Linked DNA regions of Mus musculus: region 1 is linked to region 2. Evidence: chromatin contacts called from public Hi-C data. All regions are on one chromosome and are shown on one strand. Each heading gives the region's core, a stretch centred on a gene start, on an enhancer-like site or on the middle of the called end of the contact. The rest is flanking DNA. Distances are from core to core; before and after follow the strand shown.

The links. A called contact is a pair of places that touch in the nucleus more often than the background predicts.
Region 1: a Hi-C map of cortical neurons shows a contact between it and region 2, with 2.1 times the contacts expected there. The contact joins two enhancer-like sites. A contact is called at or near these places in 1 of 484 Hi-C or Micro-C datasets (cortical neurons) and 1 of 115 datasets of contacts at active chromatin or transcription factors (embryonic stem cells).

Annotation. Positions count from the first base shown.
Region 1 is chr10:26,247,329-26,253,278 of GRCm38.p6, forward strand. It overlaps Samd3 (sterile alpha motif domain containing 3), which reads left to right. Exons shown (of 11, transcript NM_001115154.1): 7 at 4,421-4,588. Among named protein-coding and RNA genes, the nearest start is that of Samd3, 21 kb to the left of the region's middle. Within about 2 kb of position 2,598, at least 23 of the 459 cell types and tissues checked have an H3K27ac peak or open chromatin away from gene starts, as enhancers often do. A contact at or near this core is called in cortical neurons, where this site is marked.
Region 2 is chr10:25,640,784-25,646,891 of GRCm38.p6, forward strand. The region is part of intron 3 of Gm29571 (predicted gene 29571); the gene reads left to right. Among named protein-coding and RNA genes, the nearest start is that of Gm36908, 22 kb to the left of the region's middle. Within about 2 kb of position 3,013, at least 23 of the 459 cell types and tissues checked have an H3K27ac peak or open chromatin away from gene starts, as enhancers often do. A contact at or near this core is called in cortical neurons, where this site is marked.

The DNA of each region.
Region 1 (5,950 bases), core at 1,348-3,847, 610 kb after region 2:
AGTCATGGCATTGTACGTAATACTGACCCTCTGTGCTTCTTCTACATCAAGATACAATATAATGTCCATCTGATCAGTGATGTGGTGTACAGAATTTTAGGCATGTCTCTATCTCTGTAAATCCCACATCCTTAGCTTCAGTCTCTGACACTGCACTATGTGGTTAGGCGCAGGGTGATGCATTTGTAGTGAATGTGAACAGATTGCTTTCATGTCACTGGTCCCCAAGCAAGACAGGTTTTACCTAGCACACTGTTTCATATATCCCAGGGGGCACAGAGATACTTGAAAATAAAGGGGAGTATTCCTAATGAGTCTTACACATATAAGCAAATAAATAGCTATATTTTTAAATTCTATTCTGTTTCTCTTCCTCTCTCTTCCTCTGTCTCTCTTCTTCTGTCTCTCCCTGTCTTTGTTTGTCTCTCTGTCTCTCTCTGTGCACTCCCACCCCCACCTCCTGCCTCTCCGTAATTCAGGTCACCAGGCTTAGCTGCTAAGTGCCTCCACTTGCTCAGCCATATTTCCTGCCATTCAATTACATTTTGAACTTCAAATCTATGGTTATTGAAGTGAGATACCTACGAAGTAAGGACTAATGCCCTGTGGGCTCCCATGGGCACCCGTGGGCATCTAATCTACATATGTTCCCATATATTATGCAAAAATAATATAAGACATGGAAAATAGTTTAGCAGCTTGCGGCCTCATTTGCACACTTAAAGATATACATGGAGAAGGTTGGTGCATGTATAGGTCTTTACCCAAACTCTCACCACATCTCTATATGAAGTTATGTTCATGCTAATTCCATGATGTAGAAAATGCCCAAGGGGGCTGGAGAGATAGCTCAGAGATTAAGAGCACTGACTGCTATTCCAGAGGTCCTGAGTTCAATTCCCAGCAACCACATGGTGGCTCACAACTATCTGTAATGGGATCCAATGCCCTCTTCTGGTGTGTCTGAAGACAGCAACAGTGTACTCATATAGATAAATTTAATTAAAAATTAAAAAAGAAAAAGAAAAAAAGAAAATGCCCAGAAACACTGAGAGAGCTGCCATTGGTGTGTGTGTGTGTGTGTGTGTGTGTGTGTGTGTGTGTGTGCGCGCGTTATGATTCTATGTGTGCATTTATGTGCAATGCATGTGTGTATGGTGTGTGTGTGTTATGGGTGTACATGTTCATGTATGTGCACATGCATTTGTGCGTGGTGTGTATGGGTGTGTATGTAAAAGGGAATGAAGATGAAAAAGTAGAAGAGAGCAAGTACTTGGTTACTTTTAGGGCTGATTTTTATTTTAAACTGTCGAGATTTTTCAGATTTATACAGTGATTTCTGGTAGGTATTCAAGACCAAGATTTCTCTTCCCGAGGTTACATTTGGTGCTAGATAATTCCTAGTTCTCTGTGGTGTGGATCCTCATGAGCACCATGGGACCGTGAGTGGGACCCTTGGCGCCCACTGGGTGAGTGTAACTCCTGTCCACTCTAGTTATATCACGTGTCTTCAAATATCATGAGATTCAGGGAGGAGAAGGGAGGAGCACTCTCAGGCTGCCATTCCAGGTCCATTAGCTTATAAGATTTTGTGGTATTTATCTTCTTCCTGCATGTTGTTTGTGGTACATGACTGTTTAGAAACAAGTTACCCTAAACATCTTTTTGCTGTTATTGTTGCTTTGGGGGTTAATTTCACCATACTGAGAACTGAACGCAGAGCCTCATACATTGTAAGCAAGCTCACTACCACAGAGCCATACCTCCCAGTCTTTAGCAAAGGCCTTTACATGGCAGTTTCCTGTATAGCAAAAATATTATTATTTTTATGCCCATGAAAATTAATAATAGTTGCATAGTGTCCCATACAATCGGTATTTTGCATTGCATTTGGTTCTTCTGTTTCTGGATCTTTCTCTCTTCCTTCCTTCCCTTTCTCTCTTTCTTTCTTTCTTTCTTTCTAACTTAATCTCTTTGTCATTTTCTGTTTTCTCTGGAGGCGAAAAGGTTTTTACTTTTTGGTCAAGTTGTTGTTTTTGGTTTTTTTCCCCCTGCATCATGTAAAGTGATGTGCACACTTCACTTATCTGATGTTTCTCAATGATTATATTTGGGTTTGCAACACAAAGTATGTACCTGCCAGACGCTGCAAATTATGTCACGTCATAAAGAGCGGGTGATTTCAGACTGATTAAGAAAGCCGAGTCTGTGTAGGACTTCTCCCATCCTTAGCTGGTGACTATGGGAATGGGGGATGGCTGTGCTCCAGCACAATTGTTTTCTACTGAATCCACCTACTCATACTGTTATGTGATAGCTCACAGGGCAGGGCACAGAGCAGGTACTCTATTCACTCCCATGGATGAGCATGCAGAATTGGTTCACTTGTGTGTTCCGTTTCATGACATCCTAGCAGGTGATGGCTATGTGTGCAGCAGAGCTCCTGTCCCTTCTGAATTATAGGAAACACAAACAAATCGATCTGAACTGGTTCATGTCAGGACTGGGAAAAACCACAAACCATCTACTGGTTTTATGCTGTTATAAGACAGCAATAGCAGAACATCCCAGCCTGGGGGAGATGACAGAGCATCTCTGAGTCATACCATGCCCAGGAGCTTAATCTAGGCACAAAGCAGCTCCAGACTGGGCCTGTGGACCGCCTCCATAGGACTGGACAGATGCCAGGATGATTTAGGAATAACACTTTGTAAGCATCTTTCACAAGTAGCTAGTCCCAAGATTCATGCTCTCTCTTTCCCCTCCCCACCTTCTCTGGTTTTCCAAGACAGGGTTTCTCTGTGTAGCACTGGCTGTCCTGGAACTGGCTCTGTAGACCAGGCTGGCCTACAACTCAGAGATCTGCCTGCCTCTGCCTCTCAAGGGCTGGGATTATAGGTATGATCTGCTACCGCCACCCAACATCATAAAAAACACAGTTTAGGAGTGGTGTGTGTGTGTGCGTGCGTGCGTGTGTGTGTGTGTGTGTGTGTGTGTGTGAACTCAGTAAAATGCTTGCCACGTAAGCCTGAGCACTCCAGTCTGATAGTCATCACCCACATAAATAGCATGATGATGCATGCATGCTTACGATCCTAGTGCTGAGAAAGCAGGGACAAACAGATCCCTGAAGCAGCCCAGCCTAGTCATTAAGCCCCAGGCCAGTGAGAGATCAACATAGGTGGTTCCATAAAAAACGAAATCCATAGTTGACCTCTGGCTTTTATATACACATACACACATATGATGCACCTACACACACACACACACACACACACACTCAGACACACACAAACATGCATAAACACACATACACACATGCATGCACACACAGGCATGCACACACATTTGTCAGGAAAGATCATGCTGCTCCATTTGGTAGCTGAAGAACCTAGGCCGAAGAGGCTACTTATTACAAAGTATTTCGTTAGTGCACAGTAGCTTCAGTGCTGGGATCCGAATCTTCCTGACCTAGGCTACAGGGGTTTCTTTTTTTTTTTTTTTCCATTTTTTATTAGGTATTTAGCTCATTTACATTTCCAATGCTATCCCAAAAGTCTCCCATACCCACCCACCCCCCCTACCCTACCCACCCACTCCCCCTTTTTGGCCCTGGTGTTCCCCTGTACTGGGGCATATAAAGTTTGCAAGTCCAATGGGCCTCTCTTTCCAGTGATGGCCGACTAGGCCATCTTTTGATACATATGCAGCTAGAGACAAGAGCTCCGGGGTACTGGTTAGTTCATAATGTTGATCCACCTATAGGGTTGCAGATCCCTTTAGCTCCTTGGATACTTTCTCTAGCTCCTCCATTGGGGGCCCTGTGATCCATCCATTAGCTGATTGTGAGCATCCACTTCTGTGTTTGCTAGGCCCCGGCATAGTCTCACAAGAGACAGCTACATCTGGGTCCTTTCGATAAAATCTTGCTAGTGTATGCAATGGTGTCAGCGTTTGGATGCTGATTATGGGATGGATCCCTGGATATGGCAGTCTCTAGATGGTCCATCCTTTCATCTCAGCTCCAAACTTTGTCTTGCTACAGGGGTTTCTAAAGATCAAGGACTGTGAGACTTGAGCCATGAAACCAGCAATGGCAGCAAGTAAATGCCACACCTTTTCTAATGTTTTCTAGAAGGTTCCGTATGCTCACAAGAAGATAACGGACACTTGTTGGCTTGGGTTTTGTTTGTTGTTTGTTGTTTGTTTTTGTGGTGTTCAGTTTCGTGACTCTAATTGAGGGACTTTAATTTGAACACAAACTTGTTATCAGGATAAGTCTAAGGATTGATTCATTGCTTCTATTATAATATGATGAGAGTAATTTCAACCCTAAGGGTCTCATACAAAAATCATATTGTTCTACAGGACTATGCAAAGCTCTATAAGACTGACTGGCCTGCTTTATTATTTTATACAGTTTTTATGGAAACGAGCCCTCAAAGATCGCTTTAAATATATTCGAAGACCCATAGAAGATGATGAACAAGTAATGAGGAATAAGTGTAAATTTGGACACCGAAGAGGCCAGACAAGGAAGTCTCTTGCTGACATACAATCGAATGAAATTAAAATTGTGCAGATCAAAGTAAGCCTGAATTTTAAACACTCTGACAACTTTGGCTGATTAATGGCATGACAATAAATTGTAGCATGATAGCAAAGCAAGATACCCTTTTAAAGTTATTAATAAAATCAATGATTTGCATGGCTGACATAATGTTTCTTAAAGGGTGCCAGTAATCATTTGGATACCAGGATGTTAGTATACATTTCATGACTATGCTCTTCACAGCCTTCAAAGAAACTGGAAAAACCTCTTACAACTCTGGTTTCTTGAAATGTCTCTCTTCTTCTCATTCTACACTGCACTTACAATTCTCTTTTCCTCTTAGTTTTTGGAATGTCTCAGGAGATCAAACCTACTTCAAATCCTTATCTAGCTAAAGATGACCTTGAACTCCTGATCCTCCTGTGTTTGCTTCCAAAGTATTGGGATTACAGACCTGCACCATCACAGCCTCTTACACCTCGTCTTGTGATGTTCACATCACTACGGAAAGTTATAATCTTAATATTAAATTAGTCTCTGATATTCAGTCCCAGAGATTGAACCCAGAGTCTTGTGCGTGCTAGGCAAACGTTCTTCTACTGAACTGTGCTCCTACACCTAGAACCAGTTTAATGCTCCCGTTAGGTAGTCTTCTATCCTAAGTTTCTGGAGAGGCAGTTATCCATAAGCTTGGGTACAGAGCTCTACATTAGCTTCCTTCACCTGCTGGTTCAGAAGGCTTCCAACCCCATGCTGTGAGTAGCTTTAAGCTGAGGACCAGGCAAAGCCTAAAACTCCTTCTCCACCAAGGAGAGGCCATGTGAGTCTTAACAAGTGTTCTTTAACTACTCAGAGCCCCAGATGGCCTCAGAAAAACATTTTCTGTTTAAATTGCTAATTGCTAAATGTAATAGACTGAACTCTTAAGAACACTGTACAGATTATTAAATGTCGAAGATGAATCTTTTGCCCTCCCAATTACATTTTCACTTTAATCTACAGGAATATTATAAATCCTAATTTTTCACACATTAATATTTAGAATGTACGTGATGTAAACACTCTATTTTCATCTGGTATGTTTGTCTATTATCAATAGAGAAAACTATTTGATCAGATCAGCTTTAATAGTATTTTTCTGGGAGCTCCAGCTCAAGGACATATGCTCAACATGTTTTGTAAACCATTCATTGCAGTGTCGTGCAACATGTAAAGTTCCAGACGGTTATTGGTTAAATATTTTATTAAAACTGTAAATGAGACTTTTGTGTGCTAAGTCAGTTAAGATACTATTAATTATACATCTTCTTTGACAACATGACAAGAAGGGTACCCTAAATTCAGGTAGGAAGATTTTTTTTTTGAAATTTTCCTTGTACAATTACAGATATACACTAA
Region 2 (6,108 bases), core at 1,763-4,262:
AGTTTTATATCTATATTCTTGTGCAACTTCTATTTCTGGGCCTCTATTTCACAGTGCCTGTGCCCAGGTTGTAGTAACAGTTCTACACAGGATTAAGGGGACCACGGTGTTGAGATAAAGCTCATCCACAATCATTCAAGGCTGACGTTCTCTGGTCTTCTTGTCCCTCTCACGGCTGAAGCTTTTCTTGGCTTCCTCCTCTACCTCCAAGGCAGTGATGCTCATTGTTAAGGCAGACAATGCCCTGCCTTGTCATTAAGGCACATAACCACTTTTTGGCATCTCATGATCTGTGAAGTAGATAGCAAACTTGGACTGGCCTCATGTCTAGCACACTTTCTTTGCCCATCTCCTCCCCATCCCCTTGTTTTTTGTTTTTTCCTGGTAAACATATCATTTTTACTTAAAAGTAATTTTCTTCTCTTTAGTGTCTGTGGAGGCAGTGTTTCCTCAGATTAAGGTTTTACAAAGCCAGAACTGGGAAGACATACATCATGTTTCCCCTCAGCAACACAATACAGATAGGATTGTATATAGAGAGTATACAGGTAGGAAACCATGGGGGTGAGAAGCTGCTCATCGAAAGAGAAAAGGGGAGGCACAAAACATAATGAAAACCGTATGAATGTCTTAAGGATCTACTTAGCTACAGACAATTCTCTAAAAAAAATATATCAGGAGAAAAGCAATAGATGATATTTACATAGTATGGTGGATTGGCTAAAAAATCGTCTAGTATTCTTTCATATGCTTATTTTCCAGGAGAGGAACTCTGTCTCCTCCTGCACACTGAGTATGGCCTAGTCATAATGACTGGCATTGATAGCAAGATATGGTGGAAGTGGCTGACTGCAGTTATGACAAGAGGCTTCTGCCTTGAGCATGCTTTGCCTGAGAGAGAGAGCTAGCTACCATGTTGTGAACTTCCTATGGAAGAGGGAACTGGGCAGGAGGGAAGAAGGACTGCTCAGCTTTTCACCATGAGCTGAGTTGGATTGGCCACTGTGTTGTTGTAAATGTCACTTTTATTTCCTCGGATGATGGGCTGAGCTGAGAGCCACACCCAAGTTATGTGAGTACACCAATACCTCCAAAGATGAACTCTTGCTAGAGCAGCCCTGGGGCTGGGTTACAATGTATTTCTCCACACTATGTATCTTCACATAGTTGCTTTCAGTTCCATTTGGACCTGAGCATATCACCGGCCATCCATCTGAATGCTTCTCACATGGTTACAACCATTTATAAAGCACATTGTAACCAAATATAGCAAGCTAAATACTTCCACGTTTTAATTGGGTCAAAGTAACTTAGTACAGTATTTCCATGGCAGTTGTACAGAAGAGGTGATTTTCATGGTATCGTATGCTGAAATAGTATAGTATACAATGCTTTAATAAAAGGCAAGAACGGTGTGCATAGTTTGCTATCTAGAAACCTCGAATAAAGGAGATGCCTGCGTTTTCCCAGTCTAGGGCCAGTAGCACTGTGTGTGCAGTACACAGGGTGGTCACGTCTGCTCTCAGCATCTCCAGCCTCTGCTGGAGTTTTGAAGTGGGCTGTTCCTCTCTACACTGATGTTTATCATTGAAAGCATAATTGCTATAACTCTGAAGCAATTTAAACAATGCTTTGTTAAGAAAAATCATCCCTAAAAATGTGATTTACAGGGAACACACTGGGATAAGCAGCTACAATGGTCTCCGTTGCCATAGAAACGTGCAGTTCCCATTTAACTTGGGGGTATTAAAATAGCCCAAGAAAAGCTAGTGGTACCAGAATATGGAAAGACACATACGCTGACATCAGCTTGCCATAACCTTGGGATGAAAATCATAATAAGCATTTTTTTAAACAAAAGATATATTGCTTTGTTTTGAAAATGTAACGTTGAACTCAGACCAGAAATTACTGAGGATTTATAAGTGGCCCTGTTGTGAGTAACTATTCTCTGAGCCAAGCTAACCCCATCTTGGGGAGTTTAGTTGTTCACGCTTGCAAAAGGATCTTTTCAGCTTGTTGACTATTTATACTACGTCATGGATGAATAAGTAGAGAGGATCCCAGGGCCTGGGTATCCAGCATCCCTATCACCTGTTAGGAGAAGGGGACTCCCTCTGTGCTGCCACAGTGAGAGACTTGTTGCTGCTGGGTGAAGCTGTCCAAATACACGCAGCCTGTTGGATGAAGGAACATCTTCAGTCCTCTAACCAGTTCCTTCCCAGGGCTCTGTAAGGAGGCCAAATCAGTTCATTGGTTCCTGCAGATGCAATCATGCCTCTGTTTGTCTTTGAGATTTAGGAAGAAGGTAGATATTGGTTCTTCCAAGGGATTTTAGTAACAGGCCCTTTGTATTAAAAGACGAAGACAAGGTTGGTCTAGGAGAACTAAGGCATGGATGATCATTTCCAAAGCTTATTTATGATATCTACAGTGATTTTTATTTCTGTACCAGAAATACCCTAAAATATTTAGAATTATAGTTTCATTAAGGATCATGAGAGGAAGAAAAGTGATACTAATATGGTAAAGAAAATCAATGAGCATCCCATACTTCAGCAGAAAGACTTATATACCATAAGCCTGTGGCCATGTAAGCCAGACTCAGACCCTTACAAAGTTAGGCCAAGGACTGTTTGCCTATTCTCTGGTTTATATTTTATTAGTAAAGGTGACATTTCAAAGCTGCCTCTGCAGTCATCTCCCCAGAGACCTTAAAATAACAAAAGCAAAAATATTATCTTTGCAAGAATACTCTTTGAAGGGGATCTGGGATATGACAGTGAGCCTGGGCCAGGCACTTAAATCGGAAAGGTTTTAATGCTCTGTCTTGTTTACATGTCATTGTAATGGAAGTGAGTCAGGATCTGCTGCTCCAAAGTATGCCACTTTGGCATAAGAATTATTTTGAGCAGAAAAAAAAATTGAGATTCAACAGATGTAGAAAAGCCATTCATATCTGACTAAAAGCAGAAACTCTGAGTAATAAGGTTCATTTTAAATCCCTTCCCCAGGGGAAAGTTACACAGCATGAAGATGACAGAAAATTGGCACCAAGACAACCTGGCACAAACGAACTTTGCTAAGTTAGCCTTGCTCAGTTGTGAGTTTTCTCATGTATTTACCTTCCCACAGGTCTCAGTCCTTGCAAATCTCAAGAGTCTTGCCCTTTCCTTCGGCCTCTGTAATTTATCACTCTCAGTCAGAAGCATATACAAGCTCTTGGGCCTATCTGTTCTATTTCTTTTCTAGGGAGGCCTCTGTATCACATAAAAATGTCAAATAAAATGTATACACTTTTCTCTTATTAACTTTTCTTAGCCCAGTTTGCGTGACCCCAGATGCAAACCCAAGTGGGAGAGACATTGTGTGTCTTCTATGGAATTGAAATACCACATCATGGAGGAGTAGAGAAGACTTCAAGACCCTCATCTGGTTATCCCTACCACAGCAAAATGTTCAAGTTTGAGGTTATATGATAGAAAGCCAGGATAAACATGAGTAGGCTTTTAGTTTAAAATTAGAATTTCAATATGGAAGAGAAAATTTGTAAGTAAAACAGGGATGTAGAAAACAGGAGAGAAACATTGGTAGACATGGGCTCTGTGTGTTTCCTTCCCCTACTGAGTCCTACAAGCTTAATTTTAGGAATGTGGGAGTCAGGTTCTTAGGGACTTAGAAAAGATCTGTCTTCTTAATGTTACTGTTACTATTACTATTATTTGAAGCAGCTTGATTCCTGAAATAACAAGAAGCAATATGCAGTTGTGAAGAGAGTCAGTAGGCAGCTTTGTCTTGATCCTGGGTCCCTGGCTCAACTCTCTCCTGACGCTGGAGCTCCAACATGGGGACACTCTCCTACTCAGGACAAACTTGACAGCAGGCTCAGTGACAGACACTTCCTGCGTTTCTCTTTTCTCTTTTCTTTTCTTTTCTTTTCTTTTCTTTTCTTTTCTTTTCTTTTCTTTTCCCTCCCCTCCCCTCCCTACCCCTCCCCTCCCCTCACCTCCCTTTCTTGGTTTCCCCTCTGAAAATAACTTATCCCATCTCCCCTCCCCCTGCTCACCAACCCACCCACTCCTGCTTCCTGGCCCTTGCATTCACCTACACTGGGGCACTGAGCCTTCACAGGACCTCTCCTCCCATTGATATCTGGCAAGGCCATCCTCTGCTACATACTCAGATGGAACTATGGGTTCTCCATGTGTACTCTTTGTTGGTGGTTTAGTCCGTGGGAGCTCTGGGAGTACTGCTTGGTTTATATTGTTGTTCCTCCTATGGGGCTTCAAACCCCTTCAGCACCTTGGGTTCTTTCTCTAGTTCCTCCATTGGGGACTCTGTGCTCAGTCCAGTGGTTGGCTTTGAGCATCCACCTCTGTATTTGTCAGGCACTGGCAGAGCCTCTCAGGAGACAGCTATATCCGGCTCCTGTCAGCAAGGACTTGTTGGCATCCACAATAGTGTCTGGGTTTGGTGATTGTATACGGGATGAATCCCCAGGTGGGGCAGTCTCTGGATAGCCTTCCTTTCTTTTCAAGAAGAATGTTGGATGGTGATTCCCCCCACCCCCACTTATTTAGAATTAGATTATCATCTATCCTTCAAGTTTGCTCATATGTAAATCAGACTTCCTGGTTGCTCTCTTAAGTGTGGTCTGCATGCTACATAAAATCCAGCCAGCATCTAGATACATGAATTTGGTACATTTCTCCCATGACCCTATTCTATAGTTATCACTTTTCTTGTTTGACAGGTAAGAAATCCAAACCGAAGAAACGAAGGAGTGGTAACCCAGAGTTTGTTTCCTGAATTTATCTTGCAAAATGGTCCTTTCATCATCCATATGGAATTAACATTTCTTATTCATATTCTGTTTTAGGTTGTTTTGTAGTGTCCATCATGATGGCTTAAAATATTTTTTTTAATAATTGGCAAGTAAAATTACATATTTATTAGCATAGAGTTTGGGTGCATTTGTGTGTTATGGAATGGCTAATGAAAATTTGGTTTCCTTGCAGGGGTTGTGATAAACACAGGGAGGAAGTGTAAAATGAATAATAAGTGTAATAATAAGTGTAATATAAGTGTAATATAAGGGTATGTAATAAATTAATCTGGCTGCTCTACTTCTTTACCGTAGTCTCAGCAACCACCCAGAGAAACCAAGATTTATCTCAAGCTGCACCTCAATACCTGGGCAGTTAAATGTATTAATCCTCTATGCTAGTGTGCCAACCTCCAGCCATGATCCCAATATACTCGCTTTTATTATTGGTCTTGTTCTTTGGGCTTCATGCGTGTTTTCATGATGTCTTTTAGACTCTCTCCTCATGGCTGCAATTCCTCCGTGGTTCCGGCTGATTTGAACCTCTCTCCATCTCTGTGCTCCTTTCCCTGGCTGGTGGAAGTTCTGCCCCATTCCCTTTTCTGCCCAGCCATTGGGTGATCGTCATTTATTGACAAGGCAGAGAATAAATGGTAAGAATTGTTTACACAAACTTAAGAGACAGGAGATTCTTAATATAAACATTATAATGCCATGTCCAGATTGAAACAAGATATGAGGGCAGAGAAACCAACATTTGAACAACACAAGGATAACCTTTACACAATGCACACAAACGTTGTGTTTACAAGGAAGGGCTTACTACAGCTCACAGTTCAAGGACTAGTCATATTGGAATAGTTAAGACACAGGCAGATGAAGCAGCTGGTTACATTACATCCACAGTCAAAGAGGAGATTGGTGCACACATGCTTGCTAATGCCCAGTTTCCCTTCTCCACCAAGATCTCTGACTCCAGGCAATGATTCTTCCAACATCAGGTACAATAATCAAGAAAATCCTTATAGCCTTGCCCAGAGACCTATCTCCCAGGAGATTCTAAGTCACATCTAATTGATAACTGAGATGAATCATCATGGAAGTTGGCATGTATGACTGGATGTATTTATTTTGGGGATGAGAATACTTAAAATAGTCTTAGCCATTTTATATGAAGTGTTGTTAGCTGTAGTCACTATGATATATAATAGATTTATTAGATTATTCCTCTTGCTTTACTGAGGTTTTTGTCCTATGATCAACATCTCCTTGACTCTTCATCC